Regions from separate parts of the Mus musculus genome. Here all the other regions are linked to region 1. The links are chromatin contacts, called in public Hi-C maps. All regions are on one chromosome and are shown on one strand. Each heading gives the region's core, a stretch centred on a gene start, on an enhancer-like site or on the middle of the called end of the contact. The rest is flanking DNA. Distances are from core to core; before and after follow the strand shown. Region 1 overlaps Prkch (protein kinase C, eta). Region 2 overlaps Syt16 (synaptotagmin XVI). Region 3 overlaps Syt16 (synaptotagmin XVI).

What was found. Hi-C and Micro-C count contacts between places; a contact is called where the count stands out from the background.
Region 2: a Hi-C map of cerebral cortex shows a contact between it and region 1, with 4 times the contacts expected there. The contact joins two enhancer-like sites. A contact is called at or near these places in 1 of 484 Hi-C or Micro-C datasets (cerebral cortex), 1 of 115 datasets of contacts at active chromatin or transcription factors (T-cell acute lymphoblastic leukemia) and 1 of 9 other capture datasets (embryonic stem cells).
Region 3: a contact with region 1 is called in a Hi-C map of cortical neurons. The contact joins two enhancer-like sites. A contact is called at or near these places in 2 of 484 Hi-C or Micro-C datasets (cortical neurons and muscle stem cells) and 1 of 9 other capture datasets (embryonic stem cells).

What each region holds. Positions count from the first base shown.
Region 1 is chr12:73,706,578-73,711,178 of GRCm38.p6, reverse strand. All of the region lies in intron 9 of Prkch (protein kinase C, eta), which reads right to left. Among named protein-coding and RNA genes, the nearest start is that of Gm34189, 73 kb to the left of the region's middle. Within about 2 kb of position 2,143, at least 63 of the 459 cell types and tissues checked have an H3K27ac peak or open chromatin away from gene starts, as enhancers often do. A contact at or near this core is called in cerebral cortex and cortical neurons, where this site is marked.
Region 2 is chr12:74,106,294-74,110,894 of GRCm38.p6, reverse strand. All of the region lies in intron 1 of Syt16 (synaptotagmin XVI), which reads right to left. Among named protein-coding and RNA genes, the nearest start is that of Gm40889, 32 kb to the left of the region's middle. Within about 2 kb of position 1,929, at least 24 of the 459 cell types and tissues checked have an H3K27ac peak or open chromatin away from gene starts, as enhancers often do. A contact at or near this core is called in cerebral cortex, where this site is marked.
Region 3 is chr12:74,053,944-74,058,544 of GRCm38.p6, reverse strand. All of the region lies in intron 1 of Syt16 (synaptotagmin XVI), which reads right to left. Among named protein-coding and RNA genes, the nearest start is that of Syt16, 58 kb to the right of the region's middle. Within about 2 kb of position 2,689, at least 18 of the 459 cell types and tissues checked have an H3K27ac peak or open chromatin away from gene starts, as enhancers often do. A contact at or near this core is called in cortical neurons, where this site is marked.

The DNA.
Region 1 (4,601 bases), core at 894-3,393:
CAACTTGACCTACTGTAGTGAACAACCTGTAACTATGCAATCACCAGCTCCAACACTACCAGTCACTGTGAGCACACATGACTAAGGCTAACCCTGGTGAAGACTGGGGACTTCAAAGGAAATGACACCCGGTGCCACAAAACATCTGTCCAGATGTAAAAGTATAGGGGCTGCTTACCCTCCAGAATGTCAGGGGTGGTGACAGCTGTAAACAAGCCAATTATAGTTAAACAACCTCGAGGACAACGGTTTTAACTCTAGACACACCTAGTAGCCTGTGGACCAATCGAGACACGGGGGAAGAGAAACAGTTTCACCTTCTGACTCCCCCACCCACCCAACCCCATTCATAATCAAGACCATGTGACCCAGTAGCCCAAGAGATCAGAAACCCAAATCCTGTGCCTGGAGATGGTCCTCTGAACACCATCCCCAGGGATTGTCGGTTGAGGAAGTAAGCTCACACAACTTGGTCCAGACATCTGAATTTCACCCGTGGACCTATGTCCATAGCTACCAGCCTGAGAGAAAGATGGAGCATGCTGACAGGTTGGAAGCAAACAGAGCTGGAGAACACCAATGCCATGTTCTAGTTTGTTTTCTATTTCCATCTGAGCCAAAGGCAAACGAGAACAAATGACCCAGAAGCAGACCACATGGCATGAGAAGTAGTCATTGCTCAAGGAAAGGAAGAAACCTAGTTCCAGAGAGAGCAGAGGAAAATATCCTTGGGTGTTTCAGAAAAGGCCAGAAAACACATATGGTACACAAGAACAATTCTTTCTAACAACCCCTTTCTTTTCAGATGTATATACTGCACAGAGGGGAGATTGCTTGCTACAGTGTAACAGGCATGGCATAGAACGGCATAACCCAGGCAAGAAGCCACATACTTTCAGGTAGCCCCTTGCTGTGTGATCCAGGATAGATTGTTTAACCTCTCTGGAGCTCAGCTGTGCAAACTGTTCCAAGGAGGATGCAAACATCTTCACCTTCTGGGATTGTTTGGAGTACTGCAAGACATTTTGCCCAACAGGTATTTATCAGATAGCAGTGTGCACTTTCTGGGGCAGCAAGAACGAGTAAAGCATCCAGAGTGCACTTCAGTGAACTTCCAGCTTCTGCACCTGCCCATCCTGCAGAACGGACACATTCAGACTCCAACAATGATCAACCAGGCACACTGATGCTAGCAGAGGCCTCTGCAGACAGACCATCATCTCCTTTGTCTTCTCCTCTTCTCTCCTAGCCTGTAGCCTTGGGGGGTCTCTTCTCCTTGACCAGGATGGCAGAGTATCAGAGCACAGGGAGATGATGGCATGATGGGAGCTGAGTGTGCCTCCTTCCCAATCCAGCTGATGGTAGCACCTCAGGATGCACTTGGGACTGGCTCAGTAAATTGTGGACTGTGGGCTGTGGCTAATCTGCCCCTGCCCTGTGTATGCAGCTCCCTCCCCACAAGGGACTCCTTCTAGAGGCTCTTTACTCACTAGGGAGAAAGGCAGTCTTTTCTTTTCTCTTCTTTTCTTTTCTTTTCTTTTCTTTTCTTTTCTTTTCTTTTCTTTTCTTTTCTTTCCTTTCCTTTTCCTTTCCTCTTTCTCTTTCTTTCTTCTCTCTCTCTCTCTCTCTCTCTCTCTCTCTCTCTCTCTCTCTCTCTCTCTCTCTCTCTCTCTCTTTCTTTCTTTCTTTTTGGACTGGAGATGCCTAACTAGGCAAACTAGGAAATAAAGAACTTCTTAAAGACACCAAGTGCTAGGAAAGCCAGAGCCCAAACTTTAACTCAAGGTTCCCTTGTTATTACCTGCCCCAAAGGGGGGTGGAATAATAACCCCTTTCTCACCTCTACATATTCTGCTTTACTAATAACTAATATGACAACAATGGAGAGGAAAATACAGAGGAAGCAACGCTCTCTTGCCCTTGTGTTACCAAGTCACTTCCCTGACATCCTTAGCGTCTGCTGAGAGCGTCCTGTGCCTGTGTGCACAGATTCTGAACAATCTCGCCTTCTGCAATTGGGGCTGGGCTTTGCTGCTACTCCTCCGCCAGCTAGGAGCAGCAGATCCCTCTGGCCTGTCTCGAGCTCCATCTTCAGGACTGACCCAGGAAGTCTAGCAGCCCAGGCTCTGAGGAAACCTACAGCAAGGGGCCGGTCCTGTCCTTCCTGTCCCTGGGAGCCTCTGTGGTCTACAGCCATTAGAGAAGCAGAGGTAAACAGAGTTGAATTCCTAAGGAGTGAGGAGGGACCTCGGTACAGCCCTCTTCTAGGTTTTGGACACAGGATGTCCTGTATTTTTGAAGCAGAAGGCCTGCTCAGATAAACTGGGTCTCTGAACAAAGACTGGGGCATCTGACCAATATTGACTTTGCTGCTTCCCCCAACCCCTTCCTGGGAGGCTGCTTTCTGTCTTTGCTCCTTTCTCCCTCCTCCAGCCTCTCCCTCTGGCTGGCCTCTTACCCCACCTATCTGCCTCTCTGAAGCTCAGTTTTCTCTGCCTGGCCTCAGCTGAAAGCTCTTCTTACTCAAGCGGGAAGCCTGTGGAAGAAAGGCGGTGGGCCTCCATTCCAGGCCATAAATGCCAATAGGCTGACAGCCCCAATGAAGATGAAAGGACCCGGAAGCAAAGTCAGCTTCAAAGCACCGAGGACAACAGCATGTGCTAGATTTGTGACACGGGTCCCTTGTAACCAAGTGTTCCTTGGCTAAAAAATGCCTTATTCTCACTAGCTCTGTTGTTTAAAACAACAAAACAAAACATGCATTTGAAAACTGTGTACCAACCCAGCAACTCCGCCACTCAGCTACTGTCCTGATGAGATTTTTATCATCATTTCTGGCTGGTGCCTTTGTAGGGAATGGAGAGCCACTTTGCTGTCTTGGCCAGAACTTGATATGGATACAAACCACTCATCTTTGTAAGTACTGTATCCTTTCCTGGAACCTTCTAGTTCTACGGTTTCTTAAAAGTGCTGGGTGTGAGGGAGTGTTTTATTATTTCCATGTTTCTCTGAACTACAGACAAAGCAAAGATAATAACCGAGTCTATCTTATGGAGCGACAACATGCCATTAGTCATGCATGCTAGGTGCTGATGACAATGTCTGATATCCAATACTTTTGAATTTTTTTAAGTGACCTAGTGGATCTGGAACTCCTGGACTCTACCTCTCATAGCCTGTCTGAGACTCCAGGTCTGAGCCATCACATCTGGAAGAACACCCACTTCAATTAGTACATTAAGTGTTTTCCCTTTGCTGAAAGCTCAGGTCATTTCAACTTAACTCAGATGATAAGAAAATAAATAACTCCAAAATCTAAAACAAAGAAAAAGATCTAAATAGATATTTCTCAAAACAAGAAGTATAAGTGGCCAATAGATACATTTAAGAGAAATGATGGCCACTAACCATCAGAGAAATGCAAACTGAAGCCACCCCAAGGTGGCTTTTCCCTGCTGGAGCTGCTATTAAAAGGATGAAAGGAATTGAGCTCCAGCAACACAGGAAGGAAAGAAGGCCCATCCATCCGTGTGCACAGACACTGGGCCTGTGAGTCCGTCAACCACCGCCCAAATCCAAATGGAGACGCCTCAAAAGTTAAAATGGAATATGCGTATGATCCAACCAACAGTTCCACAAGCTCGGTTTATATCCAAGAAGTCTGAAGTCAGAAGCAAGATGATTGAAAAGAGAACTGCACGCCCTGTTCACGGCAACATTATCATCGTATGGCTGGATGGACAGAGATATGGATGGATGGACCCAGAAAATGTGGGGTGGATACACAATGAGCCATCGTTCAACCTTAAGACGGGAGGAAACCCTGGCATGTGTGGCAACACAGATGGATCTGGAGAAGATTAAGTGAAATAAACCAGGCATAGAAAATCAAATCTAAAGAACTCCCAGGAGCAAAGGATGGATGCCAGGGCTGAGGGTAGGAGCTAGGGAGCTGTCAATCAAAGACTATCAGCAATGGACTAATAATATATATTAACCATCTTTAAGGTTTAAGCATTTTTAAAAACATTCATTTATTCATTTGTTTGTGTGTGTGTGTCTTTATATGTGAATGCATGTATGCCACAGCAGATGCAAGGCAATTAGAGGACAACTTTAGAGACTTGGTTCTTTTCTTCCACTCTGTAGGTCCCAGGGATCAAATTCATCAGGCCATCAGGCTCAAGGCAAGTGCCTTTACCCACCACCCCTCACCAACCCAAATCAAGCATCTTTACATACAACATCTATCGTATTATTGTATTGTGTCTGTTGGCTACACAATGAAAATAAAACCAGCAGACCTAACAGCTTTTACAGGTGAAGATAAAGACAATTACTCACAAAGTGTTGGAATTCCTGACGCTATCAGAAGGTCTGCGATTTCTCACTTATTTCTAACAGTAACATTTAAGGAGAGATATGAGCCAAAGAGTTTAGGGATTTTTAACCTATGCAGAAAGCTTGATAAAGTATCTAGTGTTTGAAAATTGCTTTTTGTTTTATTTTTGGTAGGAACAGAAGGAGCTCCTAAACTCCCACTTTATGGTTTAGAGGGGGGAGCTCTGGGACGTTGCCCTTGCTTGGTGTGGGGAAGTGGG
Region 2 (4,601 bases), core at 680-3,179, 400 kb before region 1:
CCTAACCAAAAAAAAAAAATTATGTCTTTGGATAAACTTCATCTGGCTCCAGATACTTTCCAAATTGTTTGTTGATGTGTTCTGAAGTATCATTTTTAGCATAAACCATTCCAATTATCCACAAACTTGAAGTTCAGGTTACCCCTTAAGTCACTGAAGTAGAGACATGGGAACTTGATGTGTGGAAGGAGCAAAATGTGTACTTGGGAGATGATGAGGGAGTTTACACATGGGTCAAGAGATGGGGCAAGAAGGCAGTAGTAAAGGACCCACAAGAGTGAAAAGAAGAGAGATTCTGTTTGGTACTGACCAATTAAAGGGAAAATGGCCTTAGAAGTCACAGCCTCAGGCAATGGAGAGCCCGGTGAGAGGTGCTAAACAAGTGAACTGAGATCTTCCCACAAGCAACTTGGACTTATGGGAGCCCCAGATTATAAGAAAGAATGGGAGAATTGCAAATGAAGATGACAAAAACAGTAGGTACCATTCTTCAAGGTAAAGACGAGTCTTAAGACTGAGGGCCAAGGTGGGAGTCTAAATTACTACAAATCTCCATAAGAGATGGTGCCTCCATAGAACTATGACTCTCGAAGCCCTTGGAGGTCTTATGATGATGGTATCTCACTATGGGTCACTAAGACTGGGGAGTTCTTTAGCAGGTGCCAGCCCAAAGCAGGCCACAGGTACAAGGAGAGCTATTTATATTTGCACAATGCAACTATGATCAGGAACCTGTTCAATAATGTCAGAATGGCAGACACCCTCCCATTCCTGACTAAGATGATGTGGAAATATGCAACTCAAACCCAGCCAGCTTCCTGAGAATTATACTTCCTGCCTCCAAAATGACAGTCAACGGCATGAGAGTGGGTCAGTATATGGTCAATCCAGTAACCAGGAAGGAGAAGCCTGTCTGTGTGCAGGCAGATGTGTCGCCCCACCCGACGTCAAATAAAACTTACAAACCTTGTCAATCTCCCTGGGTCTCAGTCAGAGCTGAGGACAGCTGGTCTAATGATGAGTCCAGGGAAGCCTGCCTACCCCTGCATGGCTTACGAATGGAAAGCCCAGTAGGGGAGAAACAGAGAATGAGCCAAGCAGGAATAGAATCTCCAGGGAAGCTCGGCAGAACAAAGGCAGGCAGAGTCATAATTATTATATTTTGCACTTACTTGGCATTTGCTATGTGCCAGGTCCTTTACGCTCATTTAAGTCTAACAATGGTCCCGTGAAATTGAAATTATTATTATCATCACTTAACAGATGAGACAAAACTGAGCTCTGGAAAATGAGGGAGACACTCCCAATCACAAGGTAGTCAGTCCATGTCAGAGGCAGGATTTGGCCCTAGCGGTCTAGCTTGAGCCCCCCATTTAATCACTCTGCTAGCCCGCCACTTGTCATGGAATTTTTTTCTGAGGAGAGGATGTAATAGATTTTTAGCAACCACAAGCACAACCATTTTGATCTGAAGTCTGAAGAGGAAGACAAGAATATTGAATGACATTGAGGACCGTGGACACCAATTTGAGCCAACAGATGAAAATAGGGGAGGGGAAAAAAAAGACAAAGAAATCAAAGGGACAACCCCCTCAAAGGTCAAAGTTAACTTAAAAAATATTTGCTGACCCTGACAACAACTACAAAAACTACACGGCTGTGATTCGATGCATCTGTTTATTATGTATGCTCTCAGCCTGAGATTTCCTCCCATCGAGATAAAAATTGCCATTGCGCATAAGCAGATGACTGCAATAAATATGGTAAGGAACTAGCATTGCCAGAGAGTTTTTTTTTTTTTTTTTTTTAAAGAAAGAGAGAAAGGCTGCTAATTCTAAGATTGGGAGCTGAAAAGCCCCCAGATGACATCAGCCCAAATTCTCCTAGAAAAGAAATGACAGGAAGCTGGCTCCTGGAACTTTCTCTTCGGAGGTGACTCATTTCATGGCTGGGGACAGGGATGAGCTAGGACATGCAGGGGTCTGGCAGGAGGGCTGAGGGAAGGAGGACCTGGCTTCTAGTCCTCTCTTCACTTTTGTCCCTTTTGAGGATGTTACAACCCAGACTCTGCCCTGCCCCCTCCCCAGTTCAGACGTGGGAATCCTAACCCCCAGTACTTCAGATCGTAGCCATATTTAGACATGCCATCTGCTGAGATATAATATAAACTGAGTTCTTAAGAATGGAGCCACATCCAACACAACTGCTGTCGTTATAACAAGAAGAAACCCAGCCACGAGCATGCACATGGTGGGAAGAGAGGCCCTGTAAAGACAAAGGCAGAGGACCACCTATGACACTAAGGAGGAAGGAGAGCCGCTCTTGATCTCAGACTCCTCCCTGCAGAACAGCTGCTTTTTACACCTCCCAGTCAATGGGATTTGTTACAGCAGCCTAGACGACCTACACAGCTGCACACTTTGAACTACAGATGTATATCAGAGAAGTACTTGCTGTCTCGTTGACTAAATATGTATATCTCCCAATCCTAAAACAGACTGGCAATTGGTGCTTGAAAGAGATCATGCAACTCACAGGGCTCAGAGAAGAAAATGATGCAAAAACCTTTCCAGGTTTCTACAACAAAGTTTTGAGCATCGTTGAGACCTCTGTTCAAAACCTTATTCTATTCCTTATGAATTAACACAAAATTGCCTTTAGAATCTCTCTGTCCCTTGCTCCCTCTGCCCCATATGTTCATCCTTCTGAATGCTACACAAAATCCATCCCCTGCCAAGTATGGTTTTTACTGTCACTCCTAAACTCGAGCTAACTTTTCAAGATAAAACCCATTGAGTGTCTATATATGGAGCCTGATTTTAACTGAAAGCAGCCCCCAACTCATTCTGCTCCTATGGGAATCTGCTAGTTTAACAAAGTCAGTGGGCTCAACTCACTGTCCCTGGACAGAGGGATTACATATCCATGTCTCAGCCCAGGGGCCTCTAATCTAATCCCTCCCCAGGAAGGCACTGCTAGTCAAATGCTACCCCCAATTCCTCTCTTAATGTGATTGCTTCCCATTCAGCTCTAAAAAGGGAGTATCCAGCCCCTCCAAGCAACCATGGTTTAAGCCTTTAATACCTGGCAAGCTGGGCAGGTGTGTAATTGTTAAAGGTCTGTTGCTTTGAGAACGCCTTCAATAGTCATCATACCCTGCTTCCCTCCCATCATTTATTGTGTGTATCACAGAGTCTGGAGAGCATACCATTCAGAAAACAGTAGCGTATGGCCTAAGAACCAAAGAGCATGAAAAGAGAAGCTACAACAACCCTTACTCTGTTGGAGCATTGCCTTACTACTTCTGTTTTCCTTTGCTAAGCAATAGAACATGAACTAAACAAGAGTCAGCTCAGATGTGCGCTGTCTCTTCCCTCCACCCTTCCTTTCTGGAGTTGGATTGGGTATAGAGTAACCGAAGAGGCAAAAGTTGAAAACTAAAACAGGCCTTCTTCATTGGAAGGGACATTCCTTGGAGGGTATTTGGGTGCCATGCTGGTGCCCTGCTATCTACGTGAATATTCCCTCAGCATGTGTTAGATGGATACAAAGGACTTCTTCTATGCCTGACCATGAACACGTAGCTCTCTGATGTTTCCCCAGAGGAAGGGTCTATTCTTCTCTTTTCCAGTTGGAACTTAAGAGACCCAAAAGCTACATTGTACATGGGAAATCTGGTGCCTAAAGCAAACTAAATCTGAAGGCATTTTTGTGGATTTCTGTTCTTTAAGCAGCAATCATTTGTTCTTCCTACGAAAGGCAAGAGGGGATGTCCTGTCCAACTAAAGCATTTATGACAATTACTCATTGGAGACTATGTCAGCAGAGTCTATAGTGATCTTAACTAAGAACAACAAAGACTTGGCCTAGGTCTAAGTTGACAGTTGATAGACAGGATCTCAAGACTGGGCCATTCCCTTGCTGTCGAGGGTCTTTCCTTCAGAACTGGCAAGGGAAGGAAGTGAGTCTTCTCCTAAGGCAAAGGATCATCTTGGCTTTTCTAAAACTCACTCATAGCTAAGTAACTGCCAATCATGGCTGTCATCAACATTAGGATTATTCTAGCAATTATGAGCAGTGACTGCTTTTTGAAGCTATGATGAAATACTAGTTCAAAAAAATGCACTTTAAGGAAAATGTAAATACTTAAGCTCTTGCAAATGAAGTCACAGAGATGGCCCTCCCCAGTGAGAAGCCCTTGATCCCATCTATGGAGTGACAAACATTCTCTCATGGTCTTTTTGTTACCTTTGTTCTGTGTAAGACAGCCCATGTGTATGTTGGACAGTGAATATGGTATGTTTTTCTAAATTCACCAAAGAGAAGAATTTGTTTAGGTTTAACCAAACAAAGATGGTGGAATGGACCTAGTGGCCTGAGCTGCAGATGTGCCTCTTTTAGTAAGGAAGAAAACAGATTGAACTGTTTCAAGGAAGGGAACACAGCAGGCCCAGCACCTGAGGGCAATAAGAAAATAAGCCAGGATGCCGGATGTGGAGCCTCTGACCTACTCACCCTGGAGCTCAGGCAACTGAGAGCAGCTTTCTGAGGTAGAGCTGGGAACTGATAGGGATCAAAGGAAGAGGCAAGTAGGGCAGAGA
Region 3 (4,601 bases), core at 1,440-3,939, 350 kb before region 1:
GAAGACCCAGAAATGAACCCACATACCTAGTCACTTGATCTTTGACAAGGGAGCTAAAACCATCCAGTAGAAAAAAGACAGCATTTTCAACAAACGGTGCTGGCACAACTGGTGGTTATCATGTAGAAGAATGTGAATTGTTCCATTCTTATCTCCTTGTACAAAGCTCAAGTCTAAGTGGATCAAAGACCTCCACATAAGACCAGAGACACTGAAATTAAGAGAGGAGAAAGTAGGGAAAAGCCTTGAAAAATTCCTAAACAGAACAGCAATGGCTTGCACTGTAAGATCAAGAATTGACAAATGGGACCTCATAAAATTGCAAAGCTTCTGTAAGGCAAAAGACACTGTCAATAAGACAAAAAGGCCACCAACAGATTGGGAAAGGATTTTTACCAATCTTAAATCTGATAAGGGACTAATATCCAATATATACAAAGAGCTCAAGAAGCTGGATTCCAGAAATTCAAATAACCCCATTAAGAATGGGGTTCAGAGCTAAACAAAGAATTCTTACCTGAGGAGTGCTGAATGGCTGAGAAGCACCTGAAAAAATGTTCAACATCCTTAATCATCAGGGAAATGCAAATCAAAACAACCCTGAGATTCCACCTCACAACAGTCAGATGTGGCTAAGATCAAAAATTCAGGTGACAGCAGATGCTGTCCAGGATGTGGAGAAAGAGGAACACTCCTCCACTGCTGATGGGATTGCAAGCTTGTACAACCACTCTGGAAGTCAGTCTGGAGGTCCCTCAGAAAATTGGACATAATACTACCGGAAGATCCAGCAATACCTCTCCTGGGCATATACCCAGAAGAAGTTCCAACTGGTAATAAGAACACATGCTCCACTATGTTCATAGCAGCTTCATTTATAATAGCCAGAAGCTGGAAAGAACCCAGATGTCCCTCAACAGAAGAATGGATACAGAAAATGTGGTACGTTTACACAATGGAGTACTACTCAGCTATTAAAAGCAATGGATTTATGAAATTCTTGGACAAATGGATGTATCTGGAGGATATCATCCTTAGTGAGGTAACCCAATCACAAAAGAAGTCATTAGATATGCACTCACTGAGAAGTGGATATTAGCCCAGAAACATAGAACACCCAAGATACAATTTGCAAAACACAAGAAAATCAAGAAGAGGGAAGACCAATGGGTAGATATTTCATTCCTCCTTAGAATAGGGACCCTGGTACAGATGTCTCATATGAGGCTATGCCAGTGCCTGGCAAATACAGAAGTGGATGCTCACAGTCATCTATAAGATGGAACACAGGGCCCCCAATAGAGAAACTAGAGAAAGTACCCAAGGAGCTAAAAGGGTCTGCAACCCTATAGGTGGAACAACAATATAAACTAACCAGTACCCCCAGAGCTCGTATCTCTAGCTGCATATGTAGCAGAAGATGGCCTAGTTCCCACTGGGAAGAGAGGCCCCTTGGTCTTGCAAACTTTATATGCCCCAGTACAGGGAAATGCCAGGGCCAAGAAGCAGGAGTGGGTGGGTAAGGGAGCAAGGTGGAGGGAGGGTATAGGGAACTTTTGGGATAGCATTTCAAATGTATATAAAGAAAATATCTAATAATAAATAAATAAATAAGTGTCCATTTAATCTTTATAAACAACCCTACAGTAGAGGACCATGGGCCTGTTTTAGGCATGAGAATATTTAGGTACCACACAAAACCTGCCTGCACAAGAAACAATTCAATCAAGACTATAGAGTATACAAATGGGCACGTTTATAAACTCAAAAAAGTAAGAAATTGTTCCCACACAAAGTGACGAAGGTGAGGGATCACCAGGTTACCAGCAATGCTTCTGTTTATTATGAATCTGGAAAGCAGAGGGTCTCCCCCAGCAGGGGAGGAGCCTTAAGATTAGCTAAGACAACAGAGGTGACAAGCATGCAAGGTCCTAGGGGACATACCAGGTTTCCATCAACCCACGTTCCCGTGTCAGTTCCCCTAGTTTGTCCCAGGGCTTCCCAGTGGATTTACACACTTTTCTTACAACTTTCAGAATGAGGTTTCTAGAGCCAGTGTTCTGTCTGCCATTCTGGGCTACACGACACAGGCGATGCTGAAGAGGGAGGCAGCTGATAGGATAGGGATGTCATTGGTGACCTGGCCTGTTGCCATGGGCCTTCTCCCAGCTAGTCAGAAGGATAAGGAGGTGTGACTAATGAGTCTGAGGCCACCTTGTGCTACATTGTAAACTTTAGACTAGTCTGGACTAAAGGGCAAGACTGTGGAAAGAGGAGGGGAAGGGAGGGGAGGGGAGGGGGAGGGAGAGGGAGAGGGAGAGGGAGAGGGAGAGGGAGAGGGTAGGTAGGTAGGTTATTAGGTCCAATTGGGGCAATGATATTAAAGAGTACTGAACCCAAAGCTACTTCTAGCCAAGCCTCTGCCCTACCCACCCCCTCCCAACAAGCCACAGTCTGCCTCCTCATCGATTTGATACCATGTTATTTTAGTGGAGTATTTTATGTAAATGCCCTTTGAAAATGACTTTAAGTTTTAAAAACATAGTGGTTTCCTCCTTAGCCACAGAGATGATTTTTTAGCCTCAATCAGGAAATCAACTAAAGTGATTGATTCTTCAGTGTACCCAGAACCTGGGCTTCCTCTCTGACAAGAGGGGCTCTGGGCCTGAGACCATCATGCCCCCTAGTGGCAGGCTTGCTGTTTCCTGAGCCTCCCTCCGTCTGAAAGGAGGGTACCCAGCCGTCAGTTAAACTGATTCCATCTCACAGCCGATGAATTTCAATAAATATACCATCTGTTCACCTTCTGTGTGGGAGTTCAATCATCTTGTTGGCAGCAGTATTACCCTACAGCAATTACCTATGTCTTTATCGCCTCTCATTCAGCTGCACCAGCCTGCTCTGCACAACCAACGGCTTCTATAGATAGGACAGTCTCTGAGGCTGGAACGCAGGAAAACCTCTACACTTCATGACGAGCTGGTCAGGGCAGGAGGTGTGTGGGTAGGAGGGAGAGAACCTGCAACCTCTGGAAAACGATAGACTCGCCTATGAGGCGGGTGGCAGAGCTGAGCAGACATGGAGTCTGGCTGGCAAGTTTGTATCTGTCAAAATAACAACACTGGGAAAGGTGAAAGGCTGCACCTGAGAGTGGAGCCGTGGGTGGATGCAGACGGCATGGCTCTGTGCTCAGCTCTACCACTGACCAGCAGTGTGACTCTGCATGAACATGCAGCCTCTCTGGGCCTTGGTTCCTCCTTATGGAAAAATAAGATGTTGGAATGGGTGAATCCTGGACTCTCTTTTATCTCTGAACTTACAAGACACGAGTGGGTGGAGAATGGGCACCTGCGGCACAGGCCACACCCAGATGTAACACAAGCATGTGGAGCCTCACTGAACTGCTAATTAAGATGACAGCTAAAAGTAGAAAATGTCCCAATCGTGAAGCGGTTTGCGTGCTTTTGAAATTGGGTTCACATTAATGACCATTCCTTGCACAGTATAGAAAGGGTAGAAACGAAGACTCAGGGAAGCTGTTGTCCTAAACATTATGCCTATGAAATGAAGAGATTGAAGCTTCGAGTCCATGTTGTCGGGAAGTATGAATACCAAAAACCTTCTCAAAAAAAAAAAAAGGCAGAGTTTCAGGACCAGCTAGATCCAAAGGAATGATGGGAAAAGCTTCAGAGGAAAGTGTGTGTGTGTGTGTGTGTGTGTGTGTGTGTGTGTGTGTGTGATATACCCAGAGAGAACTGGGTTAGTCCCAGCAGCTTGCTGTCCACTATGCATCCCCACCACCTGACCTCAGCCCTAAAACTGGCATGCCCTCCCCAAGTCATGTTCAAGTTCTTCCTGTATACAGACCACCAACAAAGTTCCCATGATCCTCTGCAGCTTAGGAGCAAGAGTCTGGGTTCTGGTTAAAGGGGCTGTACACAAAAAGTTCTGCATGCCACCTGAGAGTAATCAGTGATCTGTTTTCTACTCTTTCCCAGAAATAAGCCGAGAACACTCGGCTACTGAGAGAAACTTTGTGGGAAGTGACCTCACCTACACTGAACTACGGAAAACTGAGAAGGAAAAAATTAGCTTCTATTCTATCGAGATTTGGGGTCATTATTCGAGCACTGGCAACCAGTAGGCCCGATAGGCTCAGCAAGGGTACCGGCCCTGCACCCAATCCTTTCTCTTCTGAGTCCAGCACCTCAACTGCCTTCTCTAGCTGATGTCTTTCCAAAACTTAAATATACACAGTAACAAATAAATTCCCCTGCCCCTCTTCAGCTTCTGGCCTGCAGCATATTTCAGTCCCCTACTGGGCCGTGTGAAGGCTAATCCTGAGTCTTTTGGACAGAACTATTCTAAAAGACAAAAAGTCCTTTTCCATGGAAAAGGCCGAGCTGGACAGGGAAGCTGGACATCTAGAGCTTCAGGGAAGCCACCATGGGAGGAGGGTCTGTGCTAGAGAGCAAGCTTAGCATGAGCCAAGAGATGGTGGGCAATGAGAAGACAGACAGAGGAGGAATAGAGCCACAGAGGAAGCACAAGCAGGGAGAGCAAGGGTGGCCGGGACAGCAGGTGAACAGGTGGGAAGGTGA